Regions from separate parts of the Salmo salar genome. Here region 2 is linked to region 1. The links are chromatin contacts, called in public Hi-C maps. All regions are on one chromosome and are shown on one strand. The core of a region is the stretch at or near the end of the contact, and the rest is flanking DNA. Distances in the headings are between cores, read along the strand shown. Region 1 holds the start of get1 (guided entry of tail-anchored proteins factor 1). Region 2 holds the start of LOC106567909 (glucose-6-phosphate exchanger SLC37A4).

What was found. Hi-C and Micro-C count contacts between places; a contact is called where the count stands out from the background.
Region 2: a contact with region 1 is called in a Hi-C map of muscle, with 5 times the contacts expected there. The contact joins the promoter of LOC106567909 here to the promoter of get1 in region 1. A contact is called at or near these places in 2 of 3 Hi-C or Micro-C datasets (blood and muscle).

What each region holds. Positions count from the first base shown.
Region 1 is chrssa13:81,453,162-81,456,318 of Ssal_v3.1, reverse strand. get1 (guided entry of tail-anchored proteins factor 1) reads left to right here and starts at 1,722. Exons shown (of 5, transcript XM_014137805.2): 1 at 1,722-2,105. The coding sequence starts at 2,016. LOC106567917 (non-histone chromosomal protein HMG-14) reads right to left here and starts at 1,604. Exons shown (of 6, transcript XM_014137806.2): 1 at 1,359-1,604. The coding sequence starts at 1,376.
Region 2 is chrssa13:81,586,515-81,589,671 of Ssal_v3.1, reverse strand. LOC106567909 (glucose-6-phosphate exchanger SLC37A4) reads left to right here and starts at 1,687. Exons shown (of 10, transcript XM_014137793.2): 1 at 1,687-1,797; 2 at 2,784-3,157.

The DNA.
Region 1 (3,157 bases), core at 473-2,972:
TTGTTCCACTTACATCATCCATAAACTACCTAATACAAATACAGTACATGTCAACTTGCTTCAGTCATTTAAGTAATGTACCAATTGACTTGTCAATGATTATTACCTTGGTAAGAACTCAATTGCGTGCCCCATGTCTCCTTAAACACCATTGGATGGAAAAAGCCCTTCTGACCTTTTCCTCCAATGGGTTTTGAGAAGGAGACCGGACGCGAGGAGTATGCAGTTGACATTTTCTCCATGCTGCTTGTGCTCACTACAGAGGGGAATACCGACTCCTCCTCCCAGCGCATTCATTCGTGATAAATGGACATTTGCCAAGCAACATGACTGTCCTCTTCGCAGACCAGCCCGTCTACTTTGCGTTCCCGCCATTCATTCGAATTTCGAACTCTCCGAGATCCTCAGCGACTCTCAATGGTTACAGAATCTACTAAAATCCCCAGCAACAAGAGCGGCGCTGTGATGTCGACGAATCGCCATTGCATAACTCAGAATTGTCTCGAGCCAACAAAATGAAGGGCACACGAAAATAAAATCAAACCACACAAGCAAACATTCTACACGATGCCGAATGGCATGCGTGAACATAAGCAGATTACGTTGTAACTATGAATTTTGATATTACAAAGCAAGAAACGTCGTAAATGTTTGTCTTCCTCACAAGGGCAGCCATGACACACGACTTTGTGCCCTTTTTGAAGAACCCTAGAAGCAGTCTTCTGCATGTGCATACCATACCGCCCACCGAGCGTTGGACATATATCCCAACAAATTAAGTTATTTGAATGATATTGCACTGTCAAAAGGATACACGGAATGCAATTAAAATTCAATGGTATTATACAATAAGTGTAGTCCTATTTGCCTAAAAAAAAAGATTGATGTCACCAACTTTATTTCTGCCGAATGGCCATCTCACGACATAGCTAACCCCCTACACCTCTTTGTCTGGCTTTAAGTAAATGTCATTTAAACAACCACCATTGGGGGGGGGGGGGGGGAAATTATTATTATTTTTTTTTTTAAGTGCCAAATCCACTCCAATTTACAAGACTGGATAAGGTAAATATAAAGTACCAAGTATTTAACCAGTCTTAATTTCCGAAGAGTAAAATGACAGCGTAAAAAAGATAAGACGAAGAAAACCCGCCACTTCGCAAATCAAAACAAGAGTGATACATTTTAAAACTCCTGACTGCACACAACAGCAGTGTAACAATGTTGCAGCGAAGTGGACCAAAACAACTTGCATTTGCGGCTACATTTCAACAATTGTACGTGCAAAAAGAAATGCATTTCATGCAATTATGTTTTTATCTATCAAATGACAATCAATACAAAAATATTGTACTTACTTTGCTCCTTTTAGGCATGGCTGTTTTGCGTATTTGTTAAAAGAAAAAAAAGAGGGCAATGTTCCAAAACGGAGCAAGAAAAATACTGTTCGGTATAAGATTCAAACAGTACGTTCTATTACAGCGTAGCGAGACGTTAATGTTCCATTGGAACAAAACTAGCTCAAACCGGATTGGATTCCACCCCCCTTATTCAATTCATTACAGCGCTAACCTGACGGACAAGACACTCTCCGCCCCTGGCCGTTGATTGGCTTTAGGAGTCGTCAACACATTTTCAAATCATAGCGAGATACCTGTGTGGATATCTTTACATGCCAATCAGATCTATATTTATTTGCCTTTCGACGAGGGTTGGGAAACCACGACACACATTCCTCATATTGTTTTTCTCATACCCTTTATGGCAAAATGTTGGTTAAAACGTTAAGCTCCACATATGGAGAGATTCCATACACACAATACCCCATATTATCAGAATACAAAGTAACAATGCAGTATTTTGATACACGTTGGATTTTGGGGGGAAATAAATAAAACAGGCCAACGTCACTAGGCAAAAATACAAAATATTTAGTAAAAAAATGATCTACACCGGGTAGAAAGACAAGGGGGTGTGCTTCCCTAGCGACGGCTATTGTAAATAATCAAAGGAAAATGGCGACTGTGTACGTCTGGTTGCTGGTGTTAGGGTCTGTGGTCTTGTGCAACTTCGTCAAAATGTTGTTACCTTCAATTTCCTCCTATGTGAGTATGCCATTCATGTGGTAACATTGTGTAGAAATTGTAGCCCAGTTGTACCGGTAAATGTGTGCTCAAACTTTTAAGTTGCTCCGGCATGTTTATCTGTAACATTTTAGCACAGAGACATTATGTTCGTTCTACTGTGAGGGATTGACAAAGACCCGCCGGCAGTTAATGGCTGGTTGTGACTGTACATCTCCCTCACCAAAACGATGTAATCTGCGCTTTGAAATTTATTTGACTTGATCATCCCTTGCTCATTTTAGCACCATAGGCGTTTTCAGTCTATGACATTTCCGCGATACAACGGTAAATGCCAGATTTGGGTAGGTAGTAAATTTGAGTTTGAAATCTGGAAAGTAACATCACGTGTATAATGGAGTCTAACGTTAGCTGTGCATATCTCATGGGTTTAGTGCTATGACAAAGTGATATTGACTCAAATGACCTTTTTTTTCTCTCCATAATCAACATTTAAACTAATGTAAAATCTTGTCAGATTCATAAACACCAAATTCCGTGTTGGCCACATAGTAGGCCACAGCAGCAGATAGTGTTGTCACGATACCAGCATTTTGACTTCAAGTTTAATATATACTTGACACTCGATACCTTGACAACAAAACAAGAATGCATATTAGCTAAAGTAATCGAATGGCGCTTGATCCAGACAGATAAATTCAGCTACTGCTCTGTTCAATTATTGGGCATCTATTGAGCTCAATATCAAATCAACTTGTATTGGTCACGTACACATATTTTGCAGATGTTATTGCGGGTGTAGCGAAATGCATGAAATCATTGCGTTAGAATTGTTTTACTTCAAAGTTTTTCTGAGACAGCCATGTATGCATTCATTATTCAATTATACAATACGTTTGACTTTGGTTTTACCAATATAAATACATAACAACATTATGGTATTTGAATTGTACATCTCTTGATAAACTGGGTAAAATAAGATGTAGTTTAGGTCCTATCCACAATACAAGTGAATGCATATTCAGTAGTAGTGTGTGCATACATTAAGTTATTGAGCTTGTGTTGGCTGATTT
Region 2 (3,157 bases), core at 438-2,937, 130 kb before region 1:
AAGACAGTCGTGAAGAGGGCACGACAAAACCTATTCCCCCTTAGGAAACTGAAAAGATTTGGCATGGGTCCTCAGATCCTCAAAAGGTTTTACAGCTGCACCATCGAGAGCATCCTGAATGGTTGCATCACTGCCTGGTATGGCAACTGCTCGGCCTCCGACCGCAAGGCACTACAGAGGGTAGTGCGAACGGCCCAGTACGTCACTGGGGCCAAGCTTCCTGCCATCCAGGACCTCTATACCAGGCGGTGTCAGAGAAAGGCCCTAAAAATTGTCAAAGACTCCAGCCACCCTAGTCATAGACTGTTCTCTCTGCTACCGCATGGCAAGCGGTACCGGAGAACCAAGTCTAGGTTCAAGAGGCTTCTAAACAGCTTCTACCCCCAAGCCATAAGACTCCTGAACATCTAGTCAAATGGCTGCATTGTTGGTTAGGGGCTCGTATGTAAGCATTTCACTGTAAGGTCTACACCTGTTGTATTTGGCGCATGTGACTAATGCAATTTGATTTGATTTAATTTCTAAAACTGATCCTTCATTATTTTACTCCTAAATTTAACCAAACCCTTAACCCGGGCCTAACCCTTCCCTAACCTAATTTTAACCCGTTTGGAAATTAAATATCATTTTGCAGTTTGCACGCCAGACACGGTCCCCTTCGTTTTTCCCGATCAGGACAGAGCAGCTATAGGCCTGAGGATAGTGTGAGGAGAGCAGGGCCAGTTAAACAATAATTGTGTTTTGAAGTGTTTTGATAGAGACACGGTAGAGAGGCCCCTTGGCTCTCTTGCCTTCTGGGTTTCTGATGGGCAAATGAAGAGTTTTCCCTCCAGGAGATGATCTATAAGAAATGAATAATTTAATGTATGACTTTTTGTTTTCTGATACAATTGAAACTTTCTAAATCAATTCTGGCCTCTTGTCAAATAGTCCTACTCCAGTCTCCTTTTAACTTCATTTATCACCTGATTTACAAAAGGCACATCTCAATAGGTGGTCCAGTTATCCTCATGATGACATGGTGTCTCTATTGCTTCTCTATTGTTCCCACCAGTGAGTGTGGAGGCTGATGACATCAGAGGGCACCATCATACCACATCCTTGAATGGCCTACTCCTTGAACTTTGCAGTTATGTCTAAAAAGACACTATTTTGCTCAAAACATATATTTTTAACCTTAAGTGTGTGTAGGCCTACATTACTGTATTTATTATACATGGGATATTGTTTTTCAACAGGATAAATTCAACATTAGCTGGAGCGCGTCTTTCAAGGTGTTGTCCTTTGACCACTAGATGTCCTCAGTCGTATTTAGATCATGATTCAAACGTATATTGATTGGCTGACATGTACCAACCTTTGTGGGAGTAAAGCATAATGTTAAAAATATGGTTGTTTCATTTTATTATTGAAAGAAAATAGAATACGATAAAATATAATGGAATACTATAGAATATAAATCTTCCAGAATGCCATCATGACATGTTTAATAAACTGTGAAAAAATGGTTTAATAAAATGTGAGCATGCGATTTTTGGTAGTAGCTCTTTTGGATATAATGTAAACCTTTTCTAAGCCCCTGCGTGTTGCCAGACAGTGCAGATTCAAAGGATTACATTTTGCAGTCGGTTCGTTTCTTCAACCTTGAACCTACGTATAGCAGCAAACGATCCGGTAGGAACGCCTCCTACCATGAATGTCAGCTCAATTGCCCAATGAGAGCACAGAGCAAGACAGCAGTTCCTGTTTCAGTGGGTATGTTAGCCTCAGCAGCGAGAGGGAGCCTGTCGAAACAAGGTACCAAACATTTCCTTAATTGTTATGTAGATAGACTGTAACTATCAAGATGTTGTCCACGGGGGTCATGCAACAGTGTTTCAATGAAGTATAACGTCAGAACTAATGTAGGCCTACATTGAAGTTGGCGTTTGCTAGAGAGTGGATGCGTTAATTTCTGTGCTCTCCAGTCACTTTTCCAAGGCTATGATTGAGGATGTGTTGTTTTGGTATTGAGTTTTCTATGCTTATTTCCTAGCTACTACAATATATCAAACTTGACCCTGGTGTATTAATAACAGAAAAGAGAGTTTGCTTCAGTATTTTAGAATCAACTATTCTTTGCACGCAAACTATGCAGAATAATTATCTTTTCAAATGTTATTTTTCTTTTGACCGCAGCTAGTTGGTGGCACCTTAATTGGGGAAGACAGGCTCATGGTAATGGCTGGAGCAGGTAGTGGAATGGTATCAAATGCATCAAACACATGGTTTCCATTTGTTTGATGCCATTCCATTTGCTCCATTCTAGCCATTATTATGAGCTGTCCTTGCAGCAGCCTCCACTGCCTTTTGATACATTTATGAGTTTTAAAGCATTAAATAGTCTATCATGGGTCTCAACAGTCTACATGTTGCTCAAAATCTAAGTTAGATTGTAGTGCTGGAGTGATTCAATGAAATGTTTTGGCAATGTGTGGTGGTGGTGGTCAATGTCAAAGTTCAAGAGTTTGTCTGATATGAGATTAAAGCGGCACCCCAGACTTTAAATCACCCAACATTATACAGTAGCCCACTGGGGATTAGCTGACCAGAGAGGATCTTAAAAATTGGCTTTATTCCTGCCATTGTTCCTTTTGTCATAATTGCATTATGAATCATGCATTGGCTGGCCTGATTTTGTATTGTGGAAACAAAAATGTTAATTGTTCATTGACGTATCATAGATTAATCAATTGTTGATTATTGATCTATGTGTATTCTGAAGTATTGGTTTGTGTTTCTAGGCATTGTGTGTGAGGGTCCCGTCTTCTGATATTACCTGGACCTCCACAGAGACTGGGCCTGCTGTGGAATTTCCACCCCTCAGAAAGAACGACAGCTGGGACAGAGAACAGACAGCAACATCCACATACAGGAGAAATAATAGCCTGGAAGTTCCTAGAGGCAGACTGGAAGAGAAGGGACAGTCCTAAATGTGTAGTACAGTAGAAGCACCAGCTATGTCAGAGAGTAACAGGGTGATAGCTGCTTTTCTGTAAAGTCCATCCACCTGGGCAAGATTGAATCAGTGTTATCAACCCAGTGCCACATCTCAATTTTCGCTCTGTGAACATGCGCGTGGTATCTCTACCCAAAGGAAAGTTGGCCAGTAACCCCA